Linked DNA regions of Mus musculus: region 1 is linked to region 2. The links are chromatin contacts, called in public HiChIP or PLAC-seq maps. All regions are on one chromosome and are shown on one strand. The core of a region is the stretch at or near the end of the contact, and the rest is flanking DNA. Distances in the headings are between cores, read along the strand shown. Region 1 overlaps Nrxn1 (neurexin I). Region 2 overlaps Gm31615 (a long non-coding RNA gene).

Region 1 (6,600 bases), core at 1,677-4,176, 2.5 Mb after region 2:
AGATAAAGCACATTAAACAGAGGTCTCCTGCTCTCATCAATCATATGCACGGAGGTGGACATATACAAGAAGAAACCAAACATCAATTCAACAAAGTCAGATACCCACTGACTGCTATGTTAGAATCCAACACTGAGGACAAGGAGTGGATTTCAAAATATCTCTCAAAACTATCTAGCACATGGACACAAAGCAGAAAAAAATCACTGGCAGGTCTGAGTCCTAAGGTCACAGGATAATTTTTCCCCAATCATAGGTATAGAGCATGAATCAGAACGCTGTTCCTTGATGACACACACACACACACACACACACACACACACACACACACACATATATATACATACATATATATATATATATATATATATATATATATATATATTTTTTTTTTTTTTAATAGGTAAAAATAAATTCAACCTAAAATGTGTAGAGTTCTAGGGCAGTTTCCACCAGGGCACAAAATGGGGTATACTGCAAAGTTTACAATACTTTCCATGTTATCTAGGATCAGCTATGGATAATAAAGAAGTATACATCAGATAATATACCTACCATTGTCCTAGAATAAAGATTAGATAGACATTTGCTTATGTACATGATTAACCTTAGATAAAGACTTGGTCCTGACTGAGGGCAGCAAGTGAATGAAGAATGACAGACAGACCCAAGGACATACAGATAAGCTGGGATTTTGTGTACAGAAATCTCTGATAGACCAACCACAGCACCTAGATGCTCAGTGGGTTTATTATATAGGGTGGAACAAAGAGATGAGGTTTCTATATAAAACTGAACAAGAAAATCTGGTTGTTACATACAGATAAACAAGGAAATAGGGTTTATTGTATGAAACATGATCAAAGAAAGATATTAAACTAAACTCAATAGGAGCAGTCTCGGTATGGGATCAGGCTTCATGCCCTAAACTTCTGGGGGAGAGAAAGACAGGGTGGACGTTTTCTGTGCACATTGTCAATACTCATACTCAGGCTTCCAAGGAAGGCTTTGTCTGGGACTATGACCTCCTTGACATGGCATTTTCAATGTCAATACTATGCATTAACTCATGATTTCATTCACTCAGGACTTTCTCTGCTTGCCACATATACCATTATCTTTCAAATATGTATATACAGATATATAATATCTAAAATATTAAGTTAAAAAAAGATCAGTAGCATGGTGAAATAAAAACAAGCTTGGATTTCCCCAAAAAATTTTGGGTCTTCACAAAGACACAAGGACTTCAGGGTTGTAAGAGGCTTGATGCAAGCAAGACCTCACACGAAAAATGCTCCTATTTGCTGGAGTTACTGAACTTTTAAAACCTGACTAAGGCAACAGGTAGAAATATGGTTGTCTCAGTTATATTATTTCTCTGGAATATTTTCTCTCATTAGTTAAATTTCAGATCTCAGATAAAATGCTGTAAACACATGACAAAGTCAATAAACTGGAAATACTGTGTTGGGTGAGCAGGACCTTCGATACTCCATGTGGCACAGAATGAGCATTCTAAACAAAGTGTCCTAGAAACAACAAAAGGAAGAGCTCTGTCTCCACATTGCCAAGTAAAAAGCAAGAAAATTACTTGATGATATGAGGACAAAATTTTCCCTTCATATTCTGGTGTGTTCTGAGAGAGATGCTATTAGATCTAGGATCTTCACCGACTTAATTTTCCTTAACCATGGCAATATTTCTTGTTTCTACATTTTAGTAATTTGAAACCCTCAGCTCAGAGACGTCATCTCCATATTGAGAGCACCAGGCTTGAAATCTGCCTCTGCTGTGCATAAACTCACCTTCCCTTCAGTTTACTCAACATGCTAGCTTCTGTCCAAAGATCTTTCTTCAGATCTTGTGTTCTATTTTCTCCTTGAACAACCCTGGGAATTTTTCATTATTTTCCAAAGGTAATTCTGTGGGAATGTGTGACCTTAGAGAACATAAGATGACAGCTGAAAGACCTTGCTAGAATAGCATGCTGGAACTAGCAACTTTATGCTAGAAGGTTGTGGTGAACACTCCCTTCCAAGAATGACCCAGCAAAACAAGCTTTACAAGAAAGCCCCAACAGAAAGGCAGGTGCAGATAACCACCAAAAAAACATTTCAGTTCCCTCTTCTGAAGACTAAGACCTCACCTCACCCTGGGCCATCAATGCTGCTTAGGGAAGGTCATGTAAAGGAGAGTCTAATTGCCATTTCTAAAGTGAGGAATGAAAAGGTCAGCTAGGGCCAACAATGGGCTTAAACCAACTCATGTTGTTATCAAGGCCTACCCTAAAACTGTATAAAAAGTGTGTGCTTAGGAGATTCTGGATAAACCTCTTGCTTATTGTCTCTGTGTTTCTGTGAGTGGGACATCCCTGATGTAAGGATCTTTGGGTCTTACACTTTTAAAGAAAAGTATAGCAAGTGAAAGGTTTTCACAAGCAAACCTTTATTTCTGTTGCTTTGCCAGAGGGGGTGGGGAATAGAAAAAAAAAAGCTGCCAGGTAAAAGGACCAAAATAAATGACCTGCACCACACAACCAATTTCTATCTCTTTTTCTAGAATGTTTCATAACAGAGAATCAATAAGAGCTGAATCTGAAACATTGGTGCCGTGTACTAGCTAAGCCTGTGAGCTCCCAGGCTAATCCTGTGTTCTCAGCAGCTCTCAGTGCAAATCCCTTCACCTTTGCTCAGGGGGATGAGCTCACCACAGAAATTGGCCTGGTTTTTGACCTCAAAATCCAGGTGGGACAGAATAGGGGATGGCGATAGCAATGAAGGGAGGATTTCCAGGCCATTTGTTCTAAAGGGAGGTGCTTTGGCAGAAGGAAAGGACAAAGTTTCCAGGGCCCTGAGCTGGGTCACACAGCTGGAGTCACACTTTAATCAACACAAATGTCTTTTCACTCACCCATAAGCAACACAAAGACTGGGGCAGAACCCCCACTGAGAACAAACAGGTCCAGTGCCAATGGCCCTTCTCATTTTCTAGGCTACCAACTCCATCAAGCTCTGCACTGCACTGCAGAGTCAACCTTCCTATTAGCCCATGTTTCCCTGTTTAACAAACTGTATTTAAATACCACAAGGTTCCAAATAACTGAGAGTAGTAGCAAGATACAGCCACTCTTGAGGCAATGTAAATCCAGAAGCAAAGCAACAGCCACCACCACCACCGCAACAAAAGCAAACAAGAGAAAGCTCCATCACCTCACTGAGGAAGCATTCTTTCAAAGACAAAAAACATACAGAGTTAAGAAGGACCAAATACTTGAAACAATTCAATTGAAAACTCAAGTCATAGAGTCAGAGCTACTTTAAATACACCTTAATGCATTTGAACATGGTAAGCATGCAGTGCAACTGATAATTTCTGAAGGAGCAGGAAACAGTATTTGTACTTGCGGGGCACAATTTTAAAACGTGCATTAGAATATTTTCAAGCTTAATTTAGCTGATCATGGATTTCTTTTGACAGTTTGTCTTAGAAAATAATGTTCACATAAGCACTAGTAAATTATTGTATGCATTATATAAAAATTAGGAACCAAAAATTACTTAGAACTCATGTACAAACAACTGGATACAGTAAATATTTAATATACATTTCATGAAATATCTTTCTCAGAATTTTGGCTTGAAAATGAGGAATTCTAAACTGAGAAAGAGACTTGGTATCTTGTGCCCTAGTTCTTCCTGGACATGTCTGGATAATTTAGATATACTACTAGCTTCTCATCCATAAATAGCCCTTACCATTTGAGAAATCTTGTTAGATGAAAATATTGTACACATGGTTCTTTCCTCTCCACCCTCTAATCACCAATGAAATGTCTAAGTTATTAGAAACAAGCATGAATTTGCTAAGTCATTCCCTATTAGTTACTTGTCCTCTTGTGTCGTCTTCGCTATTAAAAGAAAAATTCATAACTGCAAAAGTCTTGCCTCCTCAAGACTTCTACTGCATGCCTTGGTTTAAAGGATAAATTAAATAAAAAGTTTAGCTTGTGTTACAGTATTGCCTCACTATAGTTCTAGACAGCCTGATTTTATAAGTAATAAGAAAGTTTTCTTTCCTGAACTTCAATCCCTGTCCAGGGCATCAAGTAATGAGTTAGGATGCAGCATGCTCCACCAAACGTGACTCTCAAATACTGATGGGTAGACTCTTCCTTCCTTCATCCCATGAAATCCCAGAGACAACCCAAATCTTAGCAATCCTATCTGCCTTGTTCTGTGTTTCTAATCACTTCTTTGCCTGAGATAAATTTATATTTTTTCCGTTAGATTTCTTTCTCAGTTGACTGATGAATTTGGTTCTGCTGAGATTTCCTTTCACTCCGGTGTTTGCTGTTATCAGTGGAGAAGGAAGACTGCATTATAATTCTTAAGCAAATGTTGAGTTGTCACTCTACTAACACACGCTCTTGAGATTTCCCAAGCTCTCACACTTAGAACACTGCAGATAGCACACAAAACTGTGACTGTTAATTGAGTTTTACACAAGAGATAATTACGTAGAGCAAAACTCTTCCAGTTCTGTTGAGGGAGTTGCTGTCAATAAAGTAAGGAGCTGGCCTGGGGACATGGCTTAGTCAGTATGGCATGCAAGCTTAAGGACCACAGGCCAACTTCCCAGAATCCATGAAACACTCATATTTAAAAGTTTCCTTTTCCAAATAAACCTTCTCCAATTCAGTTCTAGTGTTTCTGTCCTACTGGAATAGGATTCATTATTTCTAAACACACAGCTACAGGGAGTTTGATCTGTTGTGGTATACTCACTAGTACTATGCTAAGAAAACTTCATAGCCTGTGACCTTTATATCCTTAGAATCAAAGACAAAGTAAATATCCCAAAATGATTCCATACACCAAATGTGTAATGGGCCATTTAAAACAGTGCTAAACAGAAAATGACTGATTTTGACAACACCAAGTGCAACATATGTTTCCTCACATTCTGGTTTGTATTGGACCATTAGTCACAATTTTGAACAATTCCACAGGAAAAAAAACTTGAACACAAATTTAGAGAAACAATGGATACAAAATATCAAGGCTTAGAAATGTATTTTAGAGGATGACTTTCTTCATAAAAGAATTCATTCTATAATTTAAAAAAATTATGTATTCTCTGCTGGACTTAAGTGAATTTGAATGATATACTTGAATGGGAACTGACAAGAGTTCATGAACATTGTCATGATTTATAGATGGTGATGTAAGACTTATATACTCATGTGTTGAATAGTTGGCCTGAGGCTGCTTTTGCTCTTTTGGAGGCAAAGGGACCATTAGGGAGAGGATTGTAACTAGAAAAAAGTAGGTCCATAAAAGCATGCCTTCAAAAGTGGTACCTTTTCTCTTATCTCTTTCTGCTTTTTAATTGCTAGAAGGTGAAGGAGGTTCTCTACTAATTGTTCCTGTTTCCATGGTAATCTACCTTGTGATCCTTACCAACCATGGGATAAATCTTTTAAAACTGTGAGTCTAAAGAAATATTTCTTCTCAATTGCTTTTCATCCATGTGTTTCGTTATAGGTATGAAAATCAGTACAACAGCAAGAATGTTCCAAGTGAAACCTCAATATATTTCAGAGTATGAGATAATCTCTGGCCTTTGATATTAGGGTATTCACAACTTTCTAAATGTTGTGTCACTCATTTAGCCTTTCCAGGTGACTAAACCAGGCATACGAACAACTGATAGATTACCTTGTACCATACCATGTACATGTTATGTATACTCTGTGTGGAGTGTTTTGTGTGCACACTCACACATGAACATGATTAAGTAATATGCTAAGAAACACTTTAGAGTAATAGATACCCAAGTAAAATAAAAACACCCACAAGTCTTAACTGTACTATACTTATAAGCCAAGAAGAAAATTTCTTCTGAGTTTTTAATACTGCAGTTTCACAGTCAGTGTGTCCTGAGTCTCTTGGGCTGATGCCCACTGATCACTCAAGGAAGTGGAATACAATCTAATGTTAGTTCTAAGAGTATCTAAATACATGCCACAATCAATAGGTAAAAGGAACCATTTATTTTGTGGTATAGTTGCCTCAGAAAGCCACCTGCCAGCTAATTTTCTTTGATTAGAATTAGCTTTCAAAGTTAGAAGATCATCTTTATAGTTTCAGAGTAGGATACCAATTTCAAATGATGAGAAAAGATTATCTAAAGGGAATATTTGCTTTTCCAGTGCAAAATGTGAAATCCAGTTTTTCTTGTGATTTTTTTAAAAGTCCTCTTTAAAGAAACTGTCAAAAACATCCTTGGTCAGATAAATTGCCTTTTTGTAACTATCATTTTAAATTTATTTTACTTAGAAAAATGGGATAAAAGGGGTTTTTTGGGGGGCGGGGGCTGGAGAGATGGCTCAGCTGTTAAAAGCACTGACTCCTCTTCCAAAGGTTCTGAGTTCAAATCCCAGCAACCACATGGTGGGTCACCACCATCTGTAACAAATCTGACGCCTTCTTCTGGTATGTCTGAAGATAACTTCAGTGTACTAACATATTATAATAAATAAATCTTTAAAAGAAAAAAAGGCTTAACTGAGTTAAAGAAAATCAAGTGAAACTACTT
Region 2 (5,691 bases), core at 2,092-4,591:
GCTTCCGGTGGACGCCAGCCACAGGACACGGCATTTCACAAGCAAGGGGTGGGGGCAGAGGTGGAGGGGGATCTGGGACAGGCAGGACAGGGTGCCTCAATTTCAGCTTCAGCCACCCCCATTTCACACTAACTAGCAGGTTCTATCTCCTACTTACGGCATCTCCTTTCATTCAAAGACACATTCTCCCAGGCTCCGTGGCTACTTTTAGGAGCTCGGTCTGAAATCAATCGACACAAAATGATGATATTTTAATACAGTAAAAAGCAAAAACATAACAATGACATCTTAATGCATTTCTTACCTTCAGCATAGCAACAGAGCTGGTACCCACAGCATCGTCAAACTACCCTTCTCACAACCCTGAGGAAACGTATTTTCCTCTTTAGGAATCAAGTTCTTTATTTGTAGGGCAGATGGATTGCCAGGTCATCTGTAATATTCTTTCCAATCCTGATAGTTCTGTTACCCAAGTGGAGAGATATCTGGGCTGCGTGTAGAACTCCAAGTGCTGTTGTGGGGTTCTCTTGGCCTCTTGGTTAAGAGGGAGCCTCAGACGAAGTGGGACAAGGCAATCATGGGATCCTGATTTATGGACAGTGCTGGGTATGGTGACAGGGCATCCAGGGGGGAGATGAAGCACAAACAGGAGAGAGTCGAGAATTATTTTTGTTGGGTCCACAGAGACAGTTAAATCCCCCAGGGATTAAATATCTTAGGTATAACCTTGATTCCTAGTGTTTCATAATATCTTCTGAAAATTCGAAATGAATAGCTTTCTGAGGAAAGGAATCTTTATCTCAAGTTGACCATTCTTACAATCTCACATCCATGTCCTTTCCCTTGTTAAACACCAGAGTAGTTATTTTGTTGTAAAGTGGGAAGAGGAAGTCTCCCTGCTAGGTGGTATACCTAGGGTGGCTGAAGCTGAAATCGAGACACCTGCCCACTCAGACTTGGTCTGCTCCCCTCAGCTCCTCACTCAGCATGGCTTATGAAGTGCTGCGGCTAGTGTCCTCTGAAAGTGTCCCCATGTGCAATGGCTTTGCCCAGGCTGTCTCAGAGCTGCCCGCTGGCCACCTCTTCCTCACTTTCCTTGTCTCACCACTTACCTATCTGCTCATCTTTCTCTCCAGGTCTTAGAAATACAGAATATCTTGTCAGATGTTCAACAACTGTCATTTGTCACAGGCCTGAACGGTAGAAATCTGTTTGTTTGTGGTAATAGGGATCGTATAGAATTTTGACAAAAAATAAAAATAAAAACCCAACTAGTATCAGCTCTGCAAAAATGAAACAAAAATCCAGAAAACCACGATTGTTTTTGCCTGTCTTAACCAAAGGACACTTCCCACTTTCTCCTGATGAGAACTGTAGCGATTCATCTGGTAACGGACTCTGGCTCGTCCCCAGGCACCCATGGGGCCCGTGCGCCACGCTTTGGGTTTTACCACCAGTTTCAACAGAGGTAGTAACTATATAGCTCCAACTTCAGAGTGAAGAATCAACCTCCGCACATCCCCGAAGGCAAGACTTTAAGACTGTATACTAGTTTAATTTTTGTTGAAGGGAATTTAAAACTTCGCTAACAGATACATTTAAAAATAAAGCAGGCAGGGAATGGTTTATGAGCGTTTCGTAGATGGGGAAACAGCAGCTAAGGTAATAGACTTAAATAGTGGCCGAGCAGGGACCAGAGCTGAGATGTTCTCATTTCCAGACCAGATGTTCCCAGAGAAAGGCAGTTACTGCTATTTCCCCCTTGTTGGAGATGCCTGGTTTCCACAGCAATACCAAAACCAGCATATACCCAACAGAGTCATTGGTTCCGTAATTTTAGACTTGGCGGGGACCTTAGGGACCGTCTTACTCATCAATTCTGTAGAAGGCCTTAAGGAGGGTCCAACCTCTCGGAGTCTCTCAGACTGGGGCGAAGCTGACTGCCGAAGTTGACTGCCTACCGACTCCCACTGCAGCCAGCAGTAGCTTTTCTTTTTAAATCTCTTATCTGCTTTGCATATTAATGATCCACAGAAGACTCCCTTGAAAAAGACACGCCAGACAGCCCAGTCTACAGAAATGGAGAGGTGTTTTTGACATAGTTGTTTCAAAGCAAGGACAATGGAGGGTGTACCAACCAATACACAAGATAATAAGCAACCTCGGACCAAGCTTATCTGGTGATGTGTGATGTCCCACTTCAAGCGGTGGCCTTTCTGAGTTTATGCACCTCTTTTTTTTCTGTCTACCATCAGCAAAAGGGTACCAGAAGAAGTTGTAGAATTGATACATGAGTAAGCAAATATTCTCTTTTAAAATAGCAATAGTATGCACATCCATGAGCCTCGGTGCCCACACGGAGGTCAGAGCATAATTTGTGGGAGTCAGTTCTCTCTCTCAGGCCTGGCAGCAGGCACCTTAACCCAATAAGCCATCTTGCCAACTCTGGTGGAAAACTTCAAATATCTTGCCTTTTAGCTCTTCATGTTCTAACTTCCAACAGGGTCTAGCCAAGAGCAGCTAGCTGTGAGGAAAATTATGGATTTGTTATAAGGGCGGCAAGAACATTCTTAATTGCTATAAATATTAGAATAGTTCTAAGACTGATGATACCAATTAAATGAAAGATGTAGGCAATATAATAATCTATATTTATCAAGTTCTTGATTACAAGTAATTAGTAAACTATGTAGAAGGGTACAGACTTTAGAATGAGATATACATAGTCTCAGAACCTAGTTGCTGGGAAAACACTGAGATAAACCCACCTACCCGACTGGTACTCAGTGTTGACATCTGTAGAATGAAACTTGTGAAGACTGAGTGTAATACCACACTCTGGGTATAGAAAGAATCTCTTAGAAGCATCACCTGTCAATAAAATGCCAATGGCCATTGAGCTGTGGCAGGGAATAGGAGGTGGAACATTAGCAGAAAGAAAGAGAAGACTGGGAAATAATAAGAGCTCAAAGAGAGCCATGGAGGTGTAAGACCCAACGAGCCTTATGTCCAGGGTGTCCCACTCACAGAAACGGAGACTGATGAAATAATCAAGAAGTTTATTGATCTGGTGTGCCAGGGGCTGTCCTGCCTCGATTGAGGCACAGGCAACCCAAGCACACACTTTTTATACAGTTTAAGGGCAGGCCTTGATAACAACTTGAGTTGGTTTAAGCCCATTGTTGGCCTGAGCTGACCTTCTCTTTCCACCCTTTAGAAATGGTAATTAGACTCTCCCTTACAGAGAGGCAAGTGTCTTTTCATGACCTTCCCTAGGCAGCATTGATGGCCCTGGGTGAGGTGAGGTCTTCGTCCCCAGAAGAGGGAAGTGAGACATTCTAGGTCATTATCTGCACCTGCCTTTCAGGGGCTTTTGTAAAGCTTGTTTTGCTGGGTCATTCTGGGAAGGGAGGGTTCTCCACAAACTTCTAGCGGAAGGTCCCCAGCATGCTATTCTAGCAAGGTCTTTCAGTGGTCGCCTTATGTTCTCTAAGGTCACACATTTCCCACAGAGGAAAAGATTGAGACAGAGACAGAGGAGAGATGGATGAAAACCAGGAGGGAGAGGAACCTGGAGAGACGCAGAGGGAGCCGCTGAGGAGAAGAAGCAGCAGCTGGGACTGAAGGAGAGGTCACTAACCAAGTGGTAAACATAGAGTAGATTAAATGGTTAAAAACATGAAGAGCTAGTCAGGGATGAGCCAAAGTTTGTGGCCTAGGCATTTAATAATGACTAACTAGTCTCATAGTTGTTGTTCCAGGAGCTGGGGCTGGGAAAGGAAAAACAGAATTTAATATATTTTTTAACATCTGTGCTTAGCTCTTCCTTATCACACTTGAATTTCCTTCCATTCTCTTTTCTGAAATGTTGAATATGAGTGGCTACCCTCACCCTTAACTCCTTTGCAGTCTTGCTGTGCAGCTAGCTGCGAGCGCATGATCTTTCTGCCTCAACCTCCCAGGTGCTAGGATTATAGGTACATGTGACAGTCTACCAGTTTGGTCTAGGTGGTTGTTGTTGTTGTTGTTGTTGTTGTTGTTGTTGTTTTGTCCTCTGCACCAGCAGCAAGTACTCCTAGCTGCTGAGCCACCCCCACCACTTCCTTCCACTCCCATACCCCATCCCCATCCCCCCACTTTCATCCCCCTACTCCCAAGTTCAACCTTTTCATTCACTGTTACTTTTAGCACCGACAAGTACATGCTATGCATGATATGTTACTTCCCCCGAGGTTTGAATGTGAAATACCAACATAGACACTGGTTCATGTGCTTGAGCACAATAGTCCCCAGCTGAGAGTGCTGTTCAAGGAGGGTTGTGGAAGCTCTAATAAGTGGGGCCAGACTGAAGAAGTGAGTCACTAGAGGGAGCCTTGAGGTTTGATAGTCCCATCTTCCTTTCTGTTTATTCTGCTTCTGGACAGCGGAAGGGATCACACCAGTTGCCTCCAGTTCCATGGAGGACCGTATCCCTTCCAACTGTAAGCCAAAGAAAACCATCTCTCAAGTGGCTTTCTGATAGGCATGTTGCCAGAGCAATGAGAAAAAGAACTAATACTCTTGGGAGTGATTATTTCATTAGCAAACGACTCACAACCAGCTAACTGCTCATGTATTACAGTGAAGGGGGCAGGGGATGGGGGGGGACAGGGCCTCAGGCCAGCCACCAGGAGACCTCCATTACTATTCTTCCACATTTGAATAGAAACTTGTTAAAAAGGGAAAACATGTTTTTCCAACAGGTCATAAATTAATGGAGCTGTGATGCTGGGTAAACTACCATTTCTCATATTTGGTCTCTGCACTCAGACGAATTCAGAGAGCTGTGTTTCTCCATGGATGCAGCATTTTGCATGCCCTGTGATGTGGCAGGCATCAATTATCATAATGAATGAGACAGCAGTGTTCCTTTCTTTATGGAGTGGGATTTAATAAGGACACACATGCTAAGCAAGTAAGGTTATAGATATGCTTTTAGGTAGTGATAAAAACATTCAGAGAGTCCATCAGCAACTTTTGCCTCAGCTGGACAAACCACCAGGTCATGTATGTAATGAAGTATAAAGTTTTCTTACTGAATTAGTTCAGCACATGGCGCACAGGAGGCTGTCTTCCTTCTTTACATAAATGTGACTACCCACTGAGCTACCTCTTCCCCACCCCTCCCCCCATGACTTCTGTTGTGTGTGAGAATGGTATATATGTGTATGTAGGTGTGCACTCATGGAAGCCAGAAGACGTCGCTGTCCTGCTGTGTCTTGATATTTGTGTTCCCTTGAAACAGAGACTCTCACTGAATCTGACCCAGCGAGTCCCAGACATCCCCACTCCCCATAGTGCTGGGATTGCATATGTACTTAGCCGTGCGTGCGTGTGTGTGTGTGTGTGTGTGTGTGTGTGTGTTAAGTTTCAGACTCTTGCTGGCATAAAAAGACTCTCATTCACTGAGTCATCTATCCAGGGCAGATATATGACTCATAAAAAGTAGACCTACTATGATGATAGGAAATCTAAAAGAAAATCTTTGTAAAACCTTAACAGAACTGAGAGAGCTGTATTAGGAAATATGTTTGCTTCATATGTGGAAGTTGTCAGAATCAGTATGGGCAGGGTGGGGAACTGGCTCAGTGGGCATGACGCTTGCTGTTACAAGCATGAGGACCCAAGTTGAAGTCTTCAGGTCCCATGTAA

The links. HiChIP or PLAC-seq counts read pairs in DNA pulled down with a chosen protein or histone mark.
Region 1: an H3K27ac HiChIP or PLAC-seq map of embryonic stem cells shows a contact between it and region 2, with 8 times the contacts expected there. The contact joins two enhancer-like sites. A contact is called at or near these places in 1 of 484 Hi-C or Micro-C datasets (embryonic stem cells) and 2 of 115 datasets of contacts at active chromatin or transcription factors (both in embryonic stem cells).

What each region holds. Positions count from the first base shown.
Region 1 is chr17:90,841,190-90,847,789 of GRCm38.p6, forward strand. The region is part of intron 5 of Nrxn1 (neurexin I); the gene reads right to left. Among named protein-coding and RNA genes, the nearest start is that of 4930480K15Rik, 17 kb to the right of the region's middle. Within about 2 kb of position 2,927, at least 31 of the 459 cell types and tissues checked have an H3K27ac peak or open chromatin away from gene starts, as enhancers often do. A contact at or near this core is called in embryonic stem cells, where this site is marked.
Region 2 is chr17:88,343,775-88,349,465 of GRCm38.p6, forward strand. It overlaps Gm31615 (a long non-coding RNA gene), which reads right to left. Exons shown (of 7, transcript XR_877113.1): 2 at 158-220. Among named protein-coding and RNA genes, the nearest start is that of 1700116H05Rik, 39 kb to the left of the region's middle. Within about 2 kb of position 3,342, at least 11 of the 459 cell types and tissues checked have an H3K27ac peak or open chromatin away from gene starts, as enhancers often do. A contact at or near this core is called in embryonic stem cells, where this site is marked.